2 separate regions of the Macaca mulatta genome follow, and region 2 is linked to region 1. A link is a contact called in public Hi-C data. All regions are on one chromosome and are shown on one strand. Each heading gives the region's core, a stretch centred on a gene start, on an enhancer-like site or on the middle of the called end of the contact. The rest is flanking DNA. Distances are from core to core; before and after follow the strand shown. Region 1 holds the start of ENAH (ENAH actin regulator). Region 2 holds the start of SRP9 (signal recognition particle 9).

The links. A called contact is a pair of places that touch in the nucleus more often than the background predicts.
Region 2: a Hi-C map of fetal cortex germinal zone shows a contact between it and region 1, with 2.4 times the contacts expected there. The contact joins the promoter of SRP9 here to the promoter of ENAH in region 1. A contact is called at or near these places in 2 of 14 Hi-C or Micro-C datasets (fetal cortex germinal zone and fetal cortical plate).

What each region holds. Positions count from the first base shown.
Region 1 is chr1:83,383,062-83,388,281 of T2T-MMU8v2.0, reverse strand. ENAH (ENAH actin regulator) reads left to right here and starts at 3,223. Exons shown (of 13, transcript XM_077938675.1): 1 at 3,223-3,656. The coding sequence starts at 3,652.
Region 2 is chr1:83,509,038-83,514,257 of T2T-MMU8v2.0, reverse strand. SRP9 (signal recognition particle 9) reads right to left here and starts at 2,690. Exons shown (of 3, transcript XM_015115259.2): 1 at 2,504-2,690. The coding sequence starts at 2,575. It overlaps LOC106993394 (a long non-coding RNA gene), which reads left to right and starts at 2,235. Exons shown (of 4, transcript XR_001439623.3): 1 at 2,235-3,404.

The DNA of each region.
Region 1 (5,220 bases), core at 1,974-4,473:
TTTATGAGAAGAGAATTAGCTTTAATTTTTATTGCCTTAATGCACTCTCATCCCATAGGAAGGTAGTTTGATACAGTAGAAGGAACAATGGACCAAGAATTGGAAATTCTGAATTTAAGTTGTGGGCAAGTTACTTAACCTCTCTGGATCTCACATTTCTTTTCTGAAAAATGAGTGGGCTGGACTGAAGATTCCTTCCATCTCTAAAATTCTTTTATTCTATATGGTAACACATTCCACAGCATTTCCTTTGTGACCAGAATTAGTCTGTGACTTCCTACCTCAAGTATCCCTTTTGCCCTCTTTGAATGTTAAACCAAATATGAACAAGAAGCAATAACATTTTGTCACAGCCAACAAATTGCCCTTCCACAGAATGACCTTTGGAGGTCAGGCCACCCATTGCAATATCTAAATCCAAAAGGCAATGCTATGACCAATTTGTGAACTGGCAGGCTGCCATCCAAAAGGATGGAAATGGTTGTAGGCAGCCAAAATTCTTGGCTGGTACATTTTTAATAAACATAGAAAATAAGAACAGCATTTTCCACTTGGATTGCTTAATTTGGTGCCCATACCATTGGAACATTTGCTGTTAGAATAAAGATGATGTGATATATCACTTATTTAGCGCAGGATGGATTAACTTTCACAAATGAGAAGTAGGTTATGGAGTCATCTGTAAGGAATTTTTATCCTTGTTTCTTGTGTCTGGCAGGAGATAGCTTGAGTCATTACAGCACTCTCTCCACCCCTTTTGGCCCTTTGTAAGTTTTCCCTGAAACATAAGCTCTGTTGGATTTACTGTATTGCTATGAATGGACTAAGGCAAATTGGTGTGACTTCTTTTTGGTCAATTATGTTTTATTAATACTTTTCCAAGATGGTTCAATATATCTTAATTTTTCTAAGAAAAAAGTCTCTACAGCACATGTTCAAATACTTGAGGTATGTGTTTCAAACTACAGGGAGAAACTTTTGTAAGACAATGACCCTCATAGTTGGTAGCTATGATTTTTAATCATGCCTGTTGCACTGATTGATTCAGTTACTTGAGCTCTGTTTCCCTGTCTCTACCTGCAATATGGCAACTAGGACATTTGACTGGCAAGTTTGTTTTCTCTCCAGTGCTTGGAGATCCTTGAATAAAATGTCCTCTGTAATGGTAAGCTGTAATTAGATACGTGGGTGGAAATTAGCGTTCTTCAAGTACACCATGTTTAAGGCAGAGGCATCATGCTTTCTGCTACCTGAGGCCACCTTGATCCTGTGCCATAGCTCTAGGTCACTGCTTCTATAGGGCTGTTGGTCTAAGGCTGCCAGTTAAAAAAAGAAAATAACTCGGTATTTAGCTCTGAAACCAGGAAGCTTTTTTTATTTTTTATTTTTGAGATGGAGTCTTGCTCTGTCACCTAGGCTGCAGTGCAGTGGTATGATCTGAGCTCACTACAACCTCCTTTTCCCGGGTTCAAGTGATTCTCTTGACTCAGCCTCCCCAGTAGCTGGGATTACAGGCGTGCACCACCACACTCGGCTATTTCTTTTTTTTTTTTTTTTTGTATTTTTAGTAGAGACAGGGTCTTGCCATGTTGGCCAGGGTGGTCTGGAACTCCTGACTTCAGATGATTCACCCGCCTCAGCCTCCCAAAGTGCTGGGATTACAGGTGTGAGCCACCGCACCCGACTGAAACCAGGAAGCTTTTTTATGGTTAAAAATGGGCTACACAGTTCTATTACAGGCAAGTCAGGCATTGACCGTGGATCACTATAACTTGTCTTTTCATTTGGAAGTGTACATTATCCCAACCTTTATAACTATCTTTTGAATGGTACCTGCATCTTAAAACAAAACACCGAAACTTTTGAACGGATTCCTGGAGTCATGGCAGGTCCTCCATTTTGGATGAGATCCTTCAGCAACAGGATCCCTGTAGCAACAATCCTTTCTCATCCTCATCTTTTATACAGAAAGTACATCCCTGTCTTCGGGACTAAAAGGGGGCTGTAATTCGTACAGTTAAATTTTTTATTATTGGATTTGTTTTTAGATTAAAAAAAAAAACCAAAAAAACCTCAACAACAACTATCAATTCTGGCTTCCTGGATGCCCTCCTCCCCGACTTGACTTGAAATTGCCTTGCCAGTATTTTATATCTACTTTTTAAGGGAGGTGACTTCAAGACCATTGGGAATGACGGAAGATTTAAAATTATCATTAGTTCCTCTTTCTCCCCGCCCCTGCCCGGGATTCCCTCTGCTAATGACGCTGGAAAGCGGTTCCACTGGCTGCGTTTCTCTTCTTCCACTCTTACGGCAACACACGGTTCCGCGCGCGTCTCCGGCGACTGCGTTTCCCCCAGAGTCGGCTGCGTTCGTTTGGGGATGAAGTCATCCCTATACCTAGTGTGCACATCAGCTTGTTCCATCGGCGCAGCACGCTGGGATTCCTCGGGAAGGAGCGAAGGGAACAATGATGACCATATTTTCCATTTATATGCCCCTCCTCAACTCCGCAGGAATCGCTGGGCGCGGCCGCGGCGGGGTCGGGCGGTTGGGCTGACCGGGATGCCCCCCGATTCCCTCGTCCCAGTCCTGAGACCGCAACAGGGCGGGCTGAGCACTCGCCCCGCGCGAGGCACTCGGCCGCGAGCCGACCCGGAGTATCCTGGCCCGGCCCTGTACCCAGTCAGTCACGCGTCCCAGCTCCCCACGCCGGTGCCTGCGGGTCCGGCGCCTAGGAGGTCTCGGCGCCTAGGTCTCCGCACCGCGGCCGTGGGGGAGGCCCCGGAGTTCCCCAAGCCTCTGGGGAGCGGGAGGCGACGGGGAGGGGGCCGACAGTCAAGGACAACTCCGGGCAAGGAACCCCCCGGCGAGGAACCCCGGCCGACAGCGGACGGGACGTTTTGGGTGGGGGTGGGGGGGGGCCGGCCCGAATCCCAGGAGGTTGCAGGGGGCGGGGTAGGGAGGCAACAAAGAGCCTCTCTTCGTCGTCGCCGCCGCCGCCGCGCTCGCTCCCGCCCAGTCAGCTCTCCGCAGTCCGGCGGGGGCCCGGCCGCCGGCGCGGGGGAGCGCGCCCGGCCCCCCGCCTCCCCTTTCCTCCCCTCTCCTCCCCTCCCCCCGCACCGCCCCCTCGCCCCCGGGGGAAGGAGGCGAGGAGGGCGGCGCCTGCGTGTTCCTCCGCCGCGCGCCCCGCCTCCTCCCGGGCTCCTCGCGGCGATCCCGACTCTCCTCCCGCGGCTGCAGCAGCTGCCGGTTGCACACGGCCTCGGCGGCGGCGCGGCGGGCGCGGGCCTGTGGAGCGGCGGCCGGGCGCGCGGCCCCGGCGGGCACCCCTCCGAGGGCGGCCGAGGAAGCTCCGGGAGGAGGAGCAGGACCACGAGGAGGTGGGAGGCGGCGGCCGCCTGGGGACCCGCTCCGCGCCTCGTCCTCTCCGCCCCCTCCCCAGCCTTTCTCTCACCCTCTTCTCCCACACTCCGGGCCGGCGCCTCGGCATTGTGCGAGGAGATGGTGTAGCCCCCTGGCCGCCGAAGGAGGAGCCGAACACTTGTCTCCAGTCTCCGAGCTGCTCCCCACCCCTGGAGGAGAGACCCCCTCGGCTCGGCGCCTTCCGCGTCTCCCAGCTGGTGGGGAAGCCTCTACGCCGCCGGCACCATGAGGTGAGGGGCGCGCGGGGCGGGGGCCGGGCGGGCCATTGTGCCGCGGGAGCCGCGACCCTCGTTCTCCTTGGACCCCGCCTTCCCTCTGCTGGCCCGGCGCGTCTCCCAGGTCTCCGGTCTGTTTCTCCCCCCTCCCCCTTTTGTCCCTTCCAATTTCTCTTTCTTTCTTGGAAACCTCCCCAACCCCTGTGGTTTGGGGGTCTCCTTTCATCGTTCTCTCATTTTTCCTCAAATGCTCTTCTTTCACCCAGGATTTCCCTTCCTAAATTTAATTTGCGCCTGGCTCCCTCCCCCCAGCCTTTGCAAGCGAAACCCGGGAGATGGGGAGGGGTTCGAGAATCGAAGCGTGCATGTTGCTGGGAAACAGGTATTTTTTCGTATATATGTAAAAATTTCATGCACTTTTGCCTCCGAACTCTCGTGTTTAATTATAAAAGGAGGAAAAGTTTGAAAGGTCTGAAATCTCTGCGGGTAATAAAGTGCCTCTGGTAGGGGTGGGTAAAGGAGCTGTAAAAGGTGAAATTTCACGATGGTGGGGGAAGGGAAAGAATTGATTAGGTTCACGTGGTGGGGGCAGTAAAAGACTGGGATAAGTTGGTAGGGGTGTGTAAGCGGGGGCGGGGAACGGATTTGTTTGGAAAAGCCTTTTCTCCCCTTCCTCTGTAGCAGCCTGTGTTGCATTGCAGCAGCTGCTTTTGCCCTTTGCTCTGTAATCAGTAAAACAGGAGCTAAATTATTTTTGCGGCCCCGAAGAAGAGAATTGAATGTACTGTCGTAAAATATTTTTTTAATTGATACGTTGAAACATATGGTGTGATATTTTTCTTTATTGTTTCTCAAATTGTGTAGGAGAATAAACCATGATGTGGTGTGTCATTCATTGGAGATTTTTTTCTTCCAGCCTTTCCTAAGCCTGTTTTGTGTCCATAACCTTCTCTTTTCGGATTGGTGCAAGACTTCGTGAGAAATGGGACTTGGTAGACTGAAGGCTGATCCATTCTGCGTTATCATCCTTAAAGGCCTTCCTTTTGGGTTAAACAATTGTGGATAAAGTAAATTACTCCATTTCTCTCTCCTGGAAGAGATAGTCTTACAGTTCATTTGGATTTGAATCTCCTTTGTGTTAAAGATTAATGGTCAACCGTTGCCAAGACCTTTATAATGTAATACAATGAGATTTGAATGATATAATCGACAAATTCCTTCGCTTTGGCAAGAAAATGTCATGTCATTGGAATTCTTTCTCAATTTCGGTGGTTTCCATTTTAAACTTTGCTTTTCATTTTTTTTCTATCAAGGTTGAGCGTGTTTCCATTTGGCTTTTGTATGTATATATTTTGTGATATATCTGTGTTGAATTTTCACTTTCGCTTACTGTGAATTTGAATTTTTTTCTCTGATTCCAAGTTACCTGTATTTATGATGGCCTTAAAGAGTGAGTTTAATGTTGTGTCTCTAGGTGACTGACCCCTTTTCCCTTGATGATTTCGCACAAGTTATTTTCAAATATAAGCGATCAGTTTAAATAGTAGTTATAGCATACAAACCAAAAAACAGTCTTTGT
Region 2 (5,220 bases), core at 1,441-3,940, 130 kb before region 1:
GGAGCCTGTAATCCCATATGCTTGGGAGGCTGAGGCAGGAGAATCGATTGAACCCAGGAGGTGGAGGTTGCAGTGAGCCAAGATTGTGCCACTGCACTCCAGCCTGGGCAACAAGAACAAAACTCCATCTCGGAAAACAAATAAATAAAAAAACTGTTAAGCTCTTCATCTACATTCATCCTCTCCCCTCTCAACATATCAGTCAAGCCAGGCGCCATGGCTTGCGTCTGTAATCCCAGGTACTTGGGAAGCTGAGGCAGGAGAATCATCCGAGGCAAGGATTTAAGACCAACCTGGGCAACAAAGCAAGACCCCCGTCTTCAAAAAAAAAAAAAAAATTAGGCAGGCATGGTGGCATGTCTGTAGTCTCAACTACTCAGGAGGCTGAGGTGGGAGGATCACTCGAGCCCAGTTCAATGCTGGAGTGAACTGTGATTTGTGCCACTGCACTCCAGCCTGTGCCAACTGCAATTTTCTGACTGGGTAAGAGATGAAATATTCTCTCTCTTGTCTATTCTAGACATACTTTGCTCACAGTGATGCTCTAAGTATTTTCATTTTCTCTACCACTGCCATCACATTATTACAGTACAGTCACTCTTGATGTGAATTTACATATTCTTTACTGTTTCTCAAGTATTTTTAGTTTATACTGTGGGTACTTCTGGATAAAAGTCCTGTATGGTCTCAGAGTACCATTGTCTGAATGAAGAAACAAATGATCCTGCAAACAAGGGAAGCCAACCAAATGAAGCAATCAGAAGTCACCAGTGTTATAAACAAATTACTCAATTTAAAAAATACAGTATTTCCATTATTTATTATTGTATCATTTTATTGTAAAAAAATAGAACTAAGAATGTTTTACAGCTTGTTACTTACCTAGGCCTTTCTGTGGGTCTAATACTATTTTTAATCATAATTATCAACATTTCTTGATGCACACTTTAAACTTATATGCACTATAAACAACATGTGGCATTGGAGTTACAGGTCACCAGCTCACTGCATAAACTTAAAACATAATTCATATTACTTAATGATCATCAATAGTTTCACACAGTAAATCCTGAGCCCCGGGCTGGGCACAGTGGCTCACACCTGTAATTCCAACACTTTGGGAGGCCAAGGCGGGCGGATCACAGGTCAGGAGTTCCAGACCAGCCTGGCCAACATGGTGAAACCCTGCCTCTATTAAAAATACAAAAAATTAGCCAGGTGTGGTGGCGGGCGCCTGTAAACCCAGCTACTCGGGAAGCTGAGGCAGGAGAATTGTTTGAACTCAGGAAGCCGAGGTTGCAGTGAGCTGAGATTGAGCCATTACACTCCAGCCCGGGCGACAGTGCGAGATGCCGTCTCAAAAGAAAAAAAAAAAAAAAAAATTCCTGAGCCCCAGTTTTCTGAGATTATCCATCCCCTTTTCATTTTCTTTCTTCTCTGAGGGATATAGTCACAATACACTGTATCTTTAATACCCTCCAATAACACCAGCTCCTTAAGGGTTCAACGGCATCTCATTCACCTTTGTGTCTCCCACAGAACCTAATTTAACTTGGGGTTCAGTAACACGAGAGTGGGGAATGAATGAAGCACAAAAGAGATGATTGAGTTACAACAGACAGAAAACAAAAGCAGCATCATACATAACCAGGTCTGAGATTTCCAGTATAAAATCCCTTCAATATGCTGAGTTCTAAAAAGGAGAACTTTTAATTAACACGAATATACTTCATATAATTCTTCAGACATGACAATAAAATAAGCAAAACCTCAAGAGACGAAAGGAAAGATGCGAATGCTAAACTCCCATCACTTGGACTCCTTTGCTTTTTAATAACGAGCTAACTTCCGACATCCACCTCCATTATAATTTTTGCAGGGGCTAAGAATGTATTTCAGAGGTCCATGAATCCCCTAAAATTGTTTGCAAACATTTACGTATACGTACATTTTTCTGAGGAAAGGTGCTAATATTATTCTTATGTTCTCAAAGCCTGTGACTCCCAAAATACTAAGAACCAATATTCTGAAGGGGTACAGATGCTTTCAAATTGGAATCAAGAATGATGCTTTCAAGACTGTCTGAGCGGCAGTAGAAAAACATCATCAGTTTCATATACATAAGGTACCCTTACCGCCTAGGCGGTACAGGAAAAGTGAACCAAGACAAAGGACAGGAAACTGCAGGGGGAGGAGCCCTGGCTTCAGGGACTCATAAAACAACCGAAGCCTTAAGGGAAGTTGAGGGACTGGGGCGGGGGAAGATCGACTGTAGAGATGTTTAGGGCTGAGATGAACCTGGCTGTTGCCCGTTTCAGGGCCTCACTGGGCCGCTTTAATCAGGGACGAAGGGGACGAGACAGCGGAACATTAACTTGGCAGAGTCCATTTGTGTTCATTCCCAGCACCTCCTGGGAGCGCTGGGGAAGCTCCAGCGGCCGAGTGGATGGCGGGAAGATATCCTGGGCTGGGGCCCAAAGCAGCGGCCCCGCCAGCGATTTACCTTCATAGGATCAGCGAGGTAAAGTTTTTCGGCAGCGCGGCTGAACTCCTCCCAGGTCTGGTACTGCGGCATCGTGGCCTGAAGTGGAAAAGTAAAGAGAACCAACGCCTCAGAACCCGGCCCAACAAACTACCTACGTCCGGGAGTCGCCAACCGACGCGAGTCCCAGCAGCCCCAAGATGGCGGCGGCTCCTCGCACCAACGCCTCGCTCCATTGGACAGCCCCGTCCATGTTCGCCCAATGGGCAGAAGGGATGTTGTCAGGGAGTGGGCGGAGCCCAGGGCGTGTGGCTCGGGAGCTGAGCGAGAGAAGTGGAGGGCAGGGCAACCAATGCCGGCTGCCACAGCACCCCCTGTAGGGCCGAATGAGCGGCGTCCGTCCCGCGGCACTCGGGTGAACCGCAGCTTCCTTCAACAAAGATTAAGCGACTGCGATAGGCGCTGCAGATACGAGGAAGGAGGCGACAGGGCCTAGCTGTCACACAGCTTGGTGAAGAAGCCAGGAGACATAAACACAAGAGTGCAACGGAAAACTTTATATGATAAACATTTATGTCGGGTTAGTGAAGCGCAAAGGAAGAACGATCACTTGTGGGTGGGCGGAGGCTCACAGAAGCGGCGCAAGCTCAACAGGTGGGCAAGGAAGAGCAGAACGCGTAGACCCATTTTAGATCTGCAGTGTATGTCAGATGACTGGTGTTTAGGAGATGAGGAAGAAGCCATATAATCACTTATGCAAGGATAAGAAATCTGATCCTCCAAGCAGGAGGATCGCTTGAGCCCAGGAGTTCGAGGCTGCAGTGAGCCATGATCGCGCTACGCACCCAGCTTGGGCATCAGAGCAAGACACTGTCGCAAAAGTGAAAACAAAATAAAGAAGATGGCCTGAAGGGGACACCAGGTAAAGAGTATTATATTTTGAGATGGAAAGATTTTGTGCATGTTTATAACTTTTAGAGAAGGACACAGATAGAAAAATCAGGCTGGGCGCGGTTGCTCACGCCTGTAATCCCAGCACTTTGGGAGACCGAGGCGGGTGGATCACAAGGTCAGGATATCGAGACCATCCTGGCTAACACGGTGAAACCCCGTCTCTACTAAAAATGCAAAAAATTAGCCGGGCGTGGTGGCGGGCGCCTGTGGTCCCAGCTACTCAGGAGGCTGAGGAAGGAGAATGGGGTGAACCTGGGAGGCGGAGCTTGCAGTGAGCCGAGATTGGGCCACTGCACTCCAGCCTGGGCAACAGAGCGAGACTCCATCTAAAAAAAAAAGAAAGAAAGAAACTCAAAAGCAGTATGTGAAGTAGAGTAGAAAGCTGAAACTGGAGATCATATCATAAGCTGAAACTGGGAATAGCCCCAACTGGGGTCTGTCTCCAGCAACACCCAGAAGCTTGGGTTTTGGACTGGAAAAGACGGATATTAGGGATTTATAGGGTACATGAGGAAGAAGAACAAAGGACTAAGAATGTTAAAGGTATTGGTAAGAGAGTGACTGAACTCATAAATTATGGGATCCATGCTAGATAGATGGTAATTAATTGGGTCAAAAGAGAGAAACTAAGAAACCAGAATTAAAGGAAATCTGAATTCAATATAACAGGAAATAAGAAATTTTAGTCAGATTGGATATTGGGGTTTAACATTTTACAGTAGCAATAGTCACTGGTGAGGCTGGGTTGTCCACACAAAATTAAAGTCTTGTATGAGTAAGAAAGGGAATAAGATGAAGGAGAAGGCTATGAGCCAGGGACCCAAATCCTCAGTTAATGAGAAGTGTGTGTGCGTGTGTGTGTGTGTGTGCGTGTGTGTGTGTGTGTGTGTGTTTTGAGGGAAGCTATAAAGAGCAATGAGCAGAGGCAGAGAGAGCAGAGTTGGGCAGAATGACCCCAGGTGTAGGGGTTTTTCCCTAAAGATGAAAACAATGGAAGTTAAGACAATGCCAACTTTGCCTTCTGTCACAAGGAACATAAGAGATCAGTTTCAATTCAATTGTCACAAGGAACATAAGAGATCAGTTTCAATTCAATTCAGCAAAAAATAAAACAAATGTCCACCCTGGACAAACACCAGGAGCTGGGCTAGGCATTAGAGACCCAGCAGTGAACAAGACAGGCCCAGTCCCTGCCTCATAGTATGGAGAGAATGACAGTAAAGAACAGATTTCCATTGTGAGGGTCCCCATCACTGTGAGTTCCAGCATCTCCAAGCGTAGCCCAGCCTTAGCCTCTACAGAGGCAGAGAAATCAAGATGAGGAAGAAGTTATGGGAATTGCCCTTGATTATGTGAATGTCCCCAGTCACACTACAATGCATTCTTTTTTGAAAAATTTAATTTTAGGTTCAGGGGGTACATGTACATGTTTGTTACATGGGTATATTGCATACTGGTGGGGATTAGGCTTCTAGTGTACCCATCACCCAAATAGTAAACATTGTACCCAATCAGTACTTTTTTAACCCTTTCCATCTTCCCACCCTCCCCTTTTGGAGTCCCCAGTGTCCATTATTTCTCTCTTTATGTTGATGTGTATCCGTATTCATCCATTCTCATACTGTTATAAAGAACTACCTGAGACTGGGTAATTTATGAAGAAAAGAGGTTTAACTGAACTCACAGTTCTGCAGGCTGTACAGAAGGCATGACTGCAGAGGCCTCAGGAAACTTAACAATCATGGCAGAAGGGCCAAATCAAGGGCTTAGAAGCAAGCACTTCT